Regions from separate parts of the Mus musculus genome. Here regions 1 and 2 are each linked to region 3. A link is a contact called in public HiChIP or PLAC-seq data. All regions are on one chromosome and are shown on one strand. Each heading gives the region's core, a stretch centred on a gene start, on an enhancer-like site or on the middle of the called end of the contact. The rest is flanking DNA. Distances are from core to core; before and after follow the strand shown.

What was found. HiChIP or PLAC-seq counts read pairs in DNA pulled down with a chosen protein or histone mark.
Region 1: a contact with region 3 is called in an H3K27ac HiChIP or PLAC-seq map of embryonic stem cells, with 6 read pairs. The contact joins the enhancer-like site here to the promoter of Smim14 in region 3. A contact is called at or near these places in 3 of 484 Hi-C or Micro-C datasets (brown adipocytes, hemogenic endothelial cells and nephron progenitors), 5 of 115 datasets of contacts at active chromatin or transcription factors (the HPC-7 cell line, the SCID.adh cell line, embryonic stem cells and 1 more) and 3 of 9 other capture datasets (adipose tissue, liver and pancreatic islet).
Region 2: an H3K4me3 HiChIP or PLAC-seq map of embryonic stem cells shows a contact between it and region 3, with 17 read pairs. The contact joins the enhancer-like site here to the promoter of Smim14 in region 3. A contact is called at or near these places in 1 of 15 datasets of contacts at CTCF or cohesin (large pre-B cells), 2 of 484 Hi-C or Micro-C datasets (adipose-derived mesenchymal stem cells and nephron progenitors), 5 of 115 datasets of contacts at active chromatin or transcription factors (the HPC-7 cell line, the SCID.adh cell line, bone marrow-derived macrophages and 2 more) and 3 of 9 other capture datasets (adipose tissue, liver and pancreatic islet).

What each region holds. Positions count from the first base shown.
Region 1 is chr5:65,559,933-65,563,647 of GRCm38.p6, reverse strand. All of the region lies in intron 1 of Ube2k (ubiquitin-conjugating enzyme E2K), which reads right to left. Gm40309 (a long non-coding RNA gene) reads right to left here. Exons shown (of 2, transcript XR_868455.3): 2 at 1-3,715. Among named protein-coding and RNA genes, the nearest start is that of Gm40309, 20 kb to the right of the region's middle. Within about 2 kb of position 2,192, at least 35 of the 459 cell types and tissues checked have an H3K27ac peak or open chromatin away from gene starts, as enhancers often do. A contact at or near this core is called in embryonic stem cells, where this site is marked.
Region 2 is chr5:65,598,676-65,602,702 of GRCm38.p6, reverse strand. It overlaps Ube2k (ubiquitin-conjugating enzyme E2K), which reads right to left. Exons shown (of 7, transcript NM_016786.4): 7 at 3,714-4,027. Among named protein-coding and RNA genes, the nearest start is that of Gm40309, 59 kb to the right of the region's middle. Within about 2 kb of position 2,337, at least 9 of the 459 cell types and tissues checked have an H3K27ac peak or open chromatin away from gene starts, as enhancers often do. A contact at or near this core is called in embryonic stem cells, where this site is marked.
Region 3 is chr5:65,491,593-65,495,341 of GRCm38.p6, reverse strand. It overlaps Smim14 (small integral membrane protein 14), which reads left to right and starts at 2,459. Exons shown (of 5, transcript NM_133697.4): 1 at 2,459-2,606.

The sequences.
Region 1 (3,715 bases), core at 943-3,442, 69 kb before region 3:
TGCAACTGTAACTGTAAAACTCTCAGTTTTATTAGTATAAAATGAGAATGCCTATCATACAATCATTTTGATAACATATTTCTGTAAATTTTTTGCTTGTTGCTGTTGTTTTAAAAAGTAAGTGTGGTAGTGCTGGGATCAATCCCAGGAACCTTGGGCACACTAGGAAAGAAAGATGTCACCAGCACTTTTCAGAATAAGTGGGTTTCCTAAGAACACACTTCATCATTACCTTTGCTTAATAACAAATATAAGTCTTTCATTAGAAAGTATTATTTTATAATTCACCTCAGAGTTTTAAGAATGGAACCATTAATTTCTAAAAAACAAAACAATGTGTTACCCATAAAGAATCCACAGGGAACCTTCAGTGTGTATTTTGGCACCCCATCTTTAGTGAGGACAACTGCAAAGCGTTTTTCTATAACTTTCTTCTAAGAGTTCAGCACAAGGCAGGAAGATTTTTAGTAGTCTTGGTGTTTCTAACATTCCTTTGAATCTACAAAGCATTACTAATGCCCAAACATGGTGGTGCACACCTTTAATCCCAGCACTCAGGGGGTGGAGGCAGAGGCAGGGACTAAAGTTTGAAGCTACATAACAAGTGCCAGGACAACCAGAGAAGCAAAGGGGGAATTGGGGGGGGGAGGGGGGGGAAGGGCACACAGATGGATGAAATATACAGCTCCTAGTAAGCAATGTAACTATTAAAATAGAGCAAAACAGCATAGAACATTGAAGATAATCTGGGTGAAGGAAAATGAATGACCATATTGCTAATGAGAAAGTACAGAATTCTGGGTCCAGCACTTGGCTCAATAACAGTGCCTAGAATACATGAAGTCCTGGCTGAGTATGATCCCAAAACTAGGAAGGTGGAAGGAGGAGGATCAGAAATTTAAGATCAGCTACATAGCAAAGCTGAGGCCAGCCTAGACTACATAGACCTTGCCTGAAAAGAAGAAATGCAGGAGGTTGGAGGGACGGGAAAAGGAGGCCAGCCACATGGTTCAATAGATAAAAGGGGTTGTCACCAAATGTGGCAATTTCTAGAACTTACATGGTAGAAGGAAAGAACCAACAACCCCTACACCTGCACTCACATGTGCATATAGACACATGTATACACACACACACACACACACACACACACACACACACACACACACACACACGCGCGCGCGCATGCACGGAGGAAAAACAGTGCAAAATCTAATGCAGTCCTCAGGCTGGGAATAGGTATACTGAGCATGTACTAGGCCCAAGCTCAAATCCCAACTCTATCCTTCATCGACTCCAAAAAGGGTTCTAATACATTTTCAGAGGTGAAAGGAAAACAAAGTGTAAGAAGTAATCCTTAACATATTAATGCTGAGTACAAAGTAGCAACTGATGCTATTACTGTCCTTTCAGTCTCTCTATGTAATGCAGGCCAACCTCAAACCTGTAGAGATCTTTCTGCCTCAGCCTACTGTATGCTGGGATTTTAGGTGTGTGCCACCATATAAATATTTGATATCGAGGATCAAAGCAAGACTTTGCACATGCTAGGGTAAGCATCCACTACCCAGCTTAGACACATTACTAGCTCATAAATAAAGTACTTGTTGTTGTGAATATAGGTTCTTGCATGCACATATGTCTGTGTACCACTTGCTTGTCTGGTGCCCACGGAGGTCAGAGGAGAACCTAAATAAGAAGTTTTCATACACCTTATTTTTATCTATTCGAAAATGAAATTTTAATCCAAATATCCAGCTGAGATCAGTAGTACATATCTGTGGGGTGGTGAGCTGTGCCTGGTCCCCCGGGTCGAGCACAGGTCTGGAACCGGAGCGCCCCCCCCCCCCCCGCCCCCGTGGTGGGCGGAGATTTCCAACAGCAAGGGACAGCAGGAGTTTGGCCACGCCTCCTGGGTATCCCACTGTGCTCGCAGCACACAGCTACAGCAGCAGAGGTAGCTACAGCCTCCCACAGCCCCCCTGCAGAGAGGCATGCTGCATCAATCAAGTACTAGCTGCACCAAGCCCTCCCACATACAAATAAGGTTTCCCCAAACTCAGTCCAAGCCAATAAAAAGCACCTGCTGTCAAACCCTGGATCATCCCCAAAACTGTATATAAGTCCCATGCAGGGAGAGAACTACTCCGTCATCTGAGGCTTTGTCCTAAGAGCTCTAACACTTGGGGAGAGGTCGGCTCTCCCAAAGAGCTGCCTGAGGTCCTGTCGCACTCTCGCTAGTCAGCTTCTCCTCGGCCCAGCCCGACCCGACTCAGTGAAGAATTACTGCATGGCAGAGAAGTGGAGACAACCAGCACAGCAGAAGCAGGGAAGTAACTTCCCCTCCCTGCCTGCATTCGCTTCCCTTCGGGGAACCCTCGCACCAAGCCTGGCCAGAGATCTCCGTGTAAAACCTCTGGTAGCCAGGCCCACACATATGCAAGCACTAAAGATGCAGAAGTATGAGGATCAAGAAGAGTCTGTGAGCTGTTCCTCCCATGCATGGGCTGTTCCTAGAATGTGCTTCTGTGCCCCTCCCAGGTATGGTAAGTAGGAGTAGGTTTACTTCAGGTTACAGGTCCTGCTTCTATTATTCTGATGAGGTTTCCAAGCAGGGTCTGTCCTCATGACAGTATACAGCTTGAACTCACCTGAACTTTGCTCATATGATCTTGCTTAACCCTCAGAATGTAAATTCTATTATGCCCTAAAGAAAGTGATTGCATGTGACTTTAGTCCTCCTCATTTTAGGCTACATTTTCCCATGTTCATGCCACCAACTAGAATGGTAACTCTACCACTGAATTACATCTGTCCAGCCCCAGTAGAAAAAACTGTTAAGATGGGCATGGTAGTTCAAATGTACAATCCCAGTTCTTAGGAAACTCACACAAAAGGAGATTGGGCAGTGAATTCTATGCCAGCCTCCACTACATAATGAGACAGCTGGGCAGTGGTGCTGCATGCCTTTAATCCCAGCAGGTGGGAGGCAGAGGCAGGCGAATTTCTGAGTTCCAGACCAGCCTGGTCTACAGATTGAGTTCCAGGACAGCCTGGGCAATACAGAGAAACACTGTCTTGAACCACCCCCCACCACCACCCCCCAAAAAAAAATCACTACATAATGATAACTTGTCTTAGAGGAAGAGAAAGTGGACCAACAAATTGATGGAAGAGAAAAATTTGATTCTCCATGCCTTGTTTGAAATAAAGATATTTAAAGCTTAGCAGCTACATTTGTTAAATCTCAAAGAAATCTGGAAGAGGTCTTGCCCAGTACCTGTGGCTCTTCCCAGCACTTCTCACATGACCTCCTACCCTAAGCCTCTCCCTCCATGGGGCTGAGCTTCCACTTAGCTATATAACAGCCATTTTGCCTCCATACCTGAATCTCCTGATCTCTTTTTCAGATTGCCCCAAACCACCATCCCTTTCCTCTTTTCTCTCTCACTCCCCACCCCTCCTTTCATGGCCATATTCAGTCCAGAGCCTTTGTACTCTCCCTTAATAAGCCCTCCCTCAACCATACCTAGCAGACACAGTCCTCTCCCAACATTTAATATACATTACTTACCTCTAACCTATTTTTCAATGACTTAAGATATAAGCCAGGATTTGTATATGAACATGTGGGATGTGTGTGAGGACCAAGCCCAGGTTCCGTGAGCTTGGTAAGCAGTTGTTCTACCAGAGTTACACCTGCAGTCCCTAAATG
Region 2 (4,027 bases), core at 1,088-3,587, 110 kb before region 3:
CTTTTCTCTCTCTTATGATGGGGGGCGGGGAGGGGAGGGAATTGAATCGCATTGCCCCAGGTAAATGAAGCACTTCGGAGTTCTCTTGTGTTCCATTCTGGTTTACATACATCTTGTGATCTACGATGCCCAGTACTGAATGGTGCAGATATAAGTGTTTACCACTATGCCTGGCTTTTGATCAGGGTCATTCATTGATACTTGGTACCATTTTTTAAACTCTGCAGAACGTTTCTGTTTGCATAGATATTTTTTTCATGGAGCTAAGGACTGAGTCCAGGACTTTACAAATGCCATATCCTACCGGTGTCTTTGTTACTTTCAATGGCAAGTGCTGTAGGACTGAGGAGGCCCAGTCGTCTGGCAATTCTGGAGGTCACATGTATTAACTTAGCTTTCTCACCAAATCCCTTTGAGCAATGCTTGTAAGAGGTGACCTCCCTGAGGCATAACTGCTAGCCGCATAGAAACTGACTAGGAGACAGCTCAGATGGTAAAGGACTTGCCTTACAAGTTTGAGGACATGAGTCCAATACCATATTAAAAGGTTCGGTGGGGTAGCACAATTAAAAGTGGGTCCCTATGTAGCCCAGCCTGCATGCCCCAGGTCCCAGTGAGAGACCCTCCCAAATCTTTCCCAGCTCTCATCTCAGCCCTGCATCTTGCAGGAACTGACTTACCAAGCTTCTAAGTTCACTTGTCCTTTGCAAACAATAACAGTCTTCCCATCCAGTCTACCACTCGCTGGTGATGACATCTCAGAGAATGTGTGTTAGTTTTTTGTTTTTGTTTTTTCCTTTTGAAAACCAGCATCAGCCAGGCATGGTGGCACAAACCTTTAATCCCAGCACTCTGGAGGCAGAGACAGGCAGATTTCTGAGTTCGAGACCAGCCTGGTCTACAGAGTTCCAGGACAGCCAGGGCTACACAGAGAAACCCTGTCTCGAAAAACCAAAAGAGGAAACCAGCGTCGTTCCATGCTGGCCTTGAACCTACTTCTGCCTCCTATTGCTGTGACAAGGGTGTGCACCACCACAACTGGAGCTAAAATATCAAATCCATGTTGCAATTTCTAAAAGGCAAATCCAGGTTTGCATTTTTAACCAGGTGTGATAGAACAGCTCTACTGTTTCTTGAAGAAATCCTCATGCTCGAAAATATGAACAGCAGTAATGAGGCATGGTCACATAAACATGTAATCCTAGCACTGGGAGAAAAAGTCCCCCAAGTTTGAAGCCAGCCTGGTCATACTGTAATTTCCAGGACAGTGAAACCCTGTGTGAACAAGTAAAATAAAAACCCGAGCATTAGCAAGGATACAGTATAATCTCAAAGCCAAGCTGGTATACTCAAGGAGTAATTGTGCACATCTCCTTCTTTAAATTTATCTAAGGGTAGTGCTAGGAACTGGCAAGTACACCACTGGCTGCATCGCAAATGGGCCTGGTGCAGTGTCACTTCCCGTAGGACCCACACTGGCTCTCCATGGCTGCCCTCCAGGAAAAAGATCTCTTCAAAGGCATGAACTGACCATTGCCACACTGAAGAGAGGTGCCATTATATGGATCAGAAGGTGTTTCAAAGTACAAACCAGAAGTGCCCTGGGTCGGAAGATGTGCTTAGTGAAGGGATACACTGCAGGCAGGGGCTGGGCTGCACACTATTGGCAACGGAACCCAGAGCCCCATACATGCTACAGGACCTACCTGAGCTCATATGCCATCTTGCTTTCATGCAACAGAGTGCATGCTCTTTCATGAGGATCTGAGCCTGAGTCCCAGAATCTCAAAACAGGCATGGACACACATAGCACTAGGGTAAGACCCTTTCCGAAAGAGAAAGACATTAGGTATCCTCTGACTCACATGCAAATGTGTGAATTGTGATACCAGTAGTAGCAAGAAAAAGGAGGTAGCATGCTTTCCTCGGATCTTTTGTTGATACAAAAAAATCCTTGTGCTTCTGAGAACTGATACAGTGTGCAACACAGGTACCCTGTTACTGATTCTCAAAACCAAAAGTGAACATTTAGAATAACTGTCATGAACAAAGACAATTGTGCTAGTGTTATGTAAATTGGCTATTTCCGGATTGCAGTTTTGTCTTAGACTATAAACCCTACTCCCCAGTTTTTTTGTTTTTCTTTTAAACAAAGGATCTATGAAACTCTCACTAATCTCAAATCATAGCGATCCTCCAGCCTCAGCGTCCTCAGTGTCAGGATTACAAGCATATATTATACTCTTCTCAGTTTTAAAGTCAGTACTAGAGCCTCAAGTATGCTCAGTGTACTCTGCCCAAGTACAGCCCTGCTTTCAGGTTATGCAGCGGAGCTACTTCTCTAAGGTCAAACACCAAGTGGTTCCTGCCTTAATGTTGACCACCTTACTGGTGAGAGCTTGTCTTAGATGCAGCCTTGGTTTATGAAAAAGCACTTCCGCTGGGTGATGGTGGCTCGTGCCTTTAATCCCAGCACTCAGGAGGCAGAGGCAGGTGGATTTCTGAGTTTGAGGCCAGCCTGGTCTACAGACTGAGTTCCAGGACAGCCAGGGCTACACTGCCTTGAAAGAGAAAAAGCCCTTCCTACTCCTCACTCTAGCTCCCCGACAAGCAACAGAAACAACTCTCCAGTGCACTACGCTGGCACTGTCTGTTTTGTTGGTTACATGAGATTTTGCAGTCCTATGTGATAGAAAGTTAGTTTAGGCAACTGATGAGCTACTGAGCTAAACTCCCCACCCCACAATCAGTTTAAGAGGTTCGATAATTAGGTCATTAGGTCTATGTACTTTACCAAGCAAACTTGTAAGTAAGCCAGTTTGCTGCCGCTTTGGGCTTGAACACGAAGGAATCTGTTTGGCCCACTACTGAACAAATTCAGGTCTGTAGGACACACGGGCAGGATCAGAGGCGGGACTGCTGATCCTGCTGCCTCGGCTTGCCAAGTTCTGAGATTGGAGCAGCAGGCTTACACACCTGGATACACCTCTACCATTGCAAATGATTGTTTCAAACACTGTTAAACACTAAATACTTACCTAGATGAAGAACAAGATCAGAAAAAAAGCTGGCTTTATGTTTATTATATGGTCTAACAATGTAGCTTGGTAAACCTGGAACTGGACACATAGACAGGGCTAGCCTCAAATCTGCCTGTCTCTCTCTGCCTCCTGAATATTGAAATCAATACCACAACACCTAGTACCAGCTTAGTCATCTTAAATTAAAACTAAGATTAATCATGACATCAAGAGCATTCAGAGTTTTCATGGTACAACACAACCTTGCCACAACTTGTGTGGAAATATGAAAACTGAACAGTGTTGCCTCAAACACCAGGGGAAGAGAGGAACTTAAACGCTCGCTCAGAACTCAGCTCTGTAATGTTCCAGTACAAAGCAGGTGACTAGGAACCTAAGTCCTTCACAAACTCAAAGACTTGACAATTCACAGAAACTTAGCACACACACCATCACTATGAAGCTGTAACTCTTAGCACACACACCATCACTATGAAGCTGTAACTCTTAGCACGCACACCGTCACTATGAAGCTGTAACTCTTAGCACGCACACCGTCACTATGAAGCTGTAACTCTTAGCACGCACACCATCACTATGAAGTTGTTGAGGGCGTCTAACTGCTTCTTGTTTAATGTGATGAATCAATTCCCTGTCTAGAAAGAAGACTCAGAAATGAGATATAAAACATGTGCAGGGGGAATGTGCATGCATTTATTTTTAAGAATTCCCAATAATGGGGAAAATTCAACATCTTTAAAAATGTGTTTATTTTTTAAAAATTCAGTTGTATACAAAAGTGTTTCGTAGTTTTTAATTCTCAAGACAGACACCCAACCCCCCACCCACAGCCCACCCTGCTTCAATATTTCTGGTAACCAGCCCATTTTCCCCTTACAAGAAGTTAATGGCTCAGAATAGACCCTCCTACAGAATTACCATCACTAACAAACTGTTTAAGATCTAAAGAAGCCAACAAGCAAGGTTCTTTCAAAGTGAGGTTAATG
Region 3 (3,749 bases), core at 1,210-3,709:
ACAACATACATATGCTTAGGTAAAAGAAAAATGAGATAGACGAATATGGTGTCACCTGAAGAAAACAAGATATGTAAAAATAAACAAATATTTTTGTAAAATATTCTTGCATAAGGCAGCAGTGATAACAGCGTAATGTTTGTAACCTATCAAGAGTTGAAGTAAACATTTCTGGGCATGGCAGTGCAAGCCTTTAACCCCAGCCCCTGAAGGCAGAAGCTGGTAGATCTACGTTCCAGGCCACCCTGGTCTACAGAATGAGTCCCAGAACAGGCAGGGCTTCAGAGAGAAACCTTGTCTCAGAAAAAGAAAGAAATGTCAAGAGCATCCAATAGGATGGGAACAATTACAAATGCCATCTTGGGCCCTAGAAAGATGGCTCAGAGTTTGAAAGCAGTGGCTGCTCTTCTAGAGGACCTGGTTTCAATTTCCAGCCCCCACATGGCAGCTCAGCACTGTCTTGTGGCTCCAGTTCCAGGGGGATCCGACACTCTCACACAGACATACATGCAGTCAAAACCAATGCACATAGAAGTAAAAATAAGTTACATATATGTGTATGAAATGCTGTCTTCATAAAGTGCTAGTATTACATGAAAAAGGATAGTGTCACTTGGTTGATGTAGAATCTCTGAAAATATTTCATGCAGACGTCAAAGAAAATAGGTGACTTTAAGGAATAAAGTAAAAATAACGCATACAAGTGGATTACAAGCTGGGAAGTCAGGTTCGTGGTGTATTTGTTTGGCAAGTGGTCGAGACAGGGTTTCTCTGTGTAGCCCTGGCTGTCCTGGAACTCACTTTGTAGACCAGGTTGGCCTCCAACTCAGAAATCTGCCTTGTCTCTGCCTCCCAAGTGCTGGGATTAAAGGCGTGCACCACCACCGCTTTTTGTTTTGTTTTGTTTTTTCAAGACAGGGCTTCTCTGTGTAGCCCTGGCTCTCCTGGAACTCTATGGACCAGGGAGCCTTAAACTCAAGAGTTCCACAGACCTTCCCTTCCTCGTGCTGGGATTAAGGGGATGTGCCATCACTTCCCGGAGCAGTTTTGTTTTTCTCAGCTCAGCCACTGAGAATCATGAAGGTTTCTTTCCTCTGTTTTAAATATGGGATGTTTCTTCATTGAAATTTTGTAGTTACAGTGTGTACCAGGGAAGACAGAGCTCCCCTGCTTGTTTTCGCTGGTCGGGTTTTGTTTTCTTTTCTAACTTGTAACCTTACCAAAGAAAGCAGGCCATACCTCAGTAGAACACGGATTGTGAACCATGTAGCCAAAGACAGACTGTGCAGCACTGTTTTAAAGGGTTTTGTTTTTCTTTTTTTGTTGTCAGATTGTTAAACTATTAGGGAAGAAAATGAAATTCCAAGTGGATGTTTTCTGCCGTTCACTATTTTTTGTCCAGACTTTAGATTCTCAGGATAATTTTTTTCTTGTACTTTCTTATAAAAATATGCTTAGTTTCGTCCAGAGTTCCTCGAGGTCATTGGATACATCTGTAGAATTACGGCTGCCACAGCTGCTTCCAGAGGTGCTCTTTTTGCTTATCAGGCTCCACACTTCAATTTGCTGGTATTTCCCGTCCTTTCTTACATGGGAATTAAGCTGTCTTTGGATTGTTGAAATACTGCTTCCTAACTTCCAAGCCCAAGAATGGTGTGCTGCTACCTCCTTTGGCCACATTCCCTCCTCCACTAGGAGGGCAAACCCATGGCTAGGCTCCCCTCACTTTTAAAAACAAAAAACAAAAAAACCCAGACATATTCTATGCTGCACTGGCTGGGCTCAAATTCACATACTCCCACCCACTCCCCCAGGGTTTCTCAATGCAGCCCTGGCTGTCCTGCAACTCGCTCTGCAAACCAGCCTGTCTCTGCTTCTGCTGTTGAGCCATCACATCCGGCTTCTAACATCTCTCTTTTAAGGTTAAGGTTGAACTTAATTTAGGTCTGTTTTCCAATCCAAAATCCGAACGTCATCAGGATCACTCATCCCTCCCCACCTCCCAGCTGACATGCTTCTGTAATCTTCGAGTTCCGATTTTCACGCGTGCCTGATGATGAACTCCCACCGCCACCTCTGCAGGTAGACCGGGTCTCAGCAGTCATCAATTTGTGCGCGCGCCCCTCCGCCTAAGTATGACTAAACACCGCCGTGGACAGAAGCCATTCCCTCGACAAACAGACAGACACGTCAGATGATCATGACCACGGAAGACAGCACGGAGGCGACGTGGGACAACTTAACAGCCGGGTTGCCCTTCCTTCTCGGTGGAGCAACCCCACCCCGCCACACCGGAACTGCCTCCCCCACGCCGGGCGCGCCCACGCACGTCAGCGCCGGAGCTGCGGGAGCCGCCCCCCTCCGACGCAGGTGGCCCGCGCGACACGCGCATGCTCCCTAGGTAGGGTCACGAGCGGCTCCGGGTGCTACAATCTGTTGCGCCGCCCTCGGGGAGCCCGCAGATCCGGGTCTCGTGGCTAAGAGTGACGTGGTCTATCGAATCCAAACAGAGGGGAGGAGGCCGGCGGCCAGCAGCATCGGCAGCGACAGCGGCGTCCGGAACGCTCCCGGCCGCCACCCTCCCCGCCCGCCGCTGTTTTGGGCGGGTGAGTGTCCCGTCCCCCCCTCTCTCCCCGGCCCACCGCCCTCCTCGGCGACCCTCTTGGCGTCGCCACTTCTGTGGCCGCGCGCACCCGGGGACCGCTGCGGCGGAGCGGGCGCCTTTGGCTGGGCGCTGCACCCGGGGAGCCCGCAGCCGCTGGCCCGGCAGCCTGCAGCTGGGCTGCACAGGCACCCGCAGTCCGGGTGCTTTCACTTTTAGGGCCCCATAGGCGGCGCGGGCGTGCAGGGGGTTAGGGACAGTCACCCCGAAGGCCGGGCGGTGGCGTTTGCCTGGTGGGTTCGATGAAGTCACCCGGACGGGGCCCTTTTGTTGTGGTGTGTTGGTAGCTGCCATCCTAAAAGCCAGAGCTCTTCTTTAGCCTCCATTGTGTTGCGGATTTAAAGGATTCCCCTTTTCTGTTGGTTCAGTTCTGTTGGTTCAGTACGTGGAGCCGGGGCTGACAATGGAGCAGGTAGCAGCACCGTTATCGGAAGGAATGCAGGGCAACAGCCTGGCAATGGTTTGAGATCCGTGTCGCTGCTTAAAGCCGAAGTTTTCCGAAGTGGCTGCTTAAACGTTAGGATTTTAGCCAAGATGATACTTGCTAACTGTAGCGAGGCGGCAGGATGCTTTTAGTTGCCCCAGTTGGAAAAGCCGAGGATGCGGCCTTAGTAATGGAGTGCCCTGGGTTTACAGCTGGAGCGCCTGATGAGCTTCAGGAAGCATTTATACCTGCATGTGTGGAAGACACCCTCCCGATTTTGTGTTGTGGTGTCACTTGGCAGCTATCCGTACCAGAATTGGGAAAAACCTACAGTTTACCAAGGGTTCTAGTCTGGAAACGCTCGCTGCCCTGTGTCTGCTGTGGAGGTTAGGGGAAGCAGCTGCGTGCTCCTGCTTCAGGTGACTCCCTGCTCGCGCAGATTCCTTCAGTGTAGCCGCCCACCCTTTTGCCCTCCGCACTCAGACCAGAAAACCAAGCCTGGATGTTCCATCGTGTTTTCGAAAAGGGACATTTCCCCCTCTCCAAGATACTTATAGTGTTTCTGTGGAAAGCAGCAGGAAGGAACGAGGAAACAGATTGATTGCTGTCCATCAAATCTGGGAAGAAGTCTTAGGAATTTAGACCCCTATCTTTGAAGGGTGT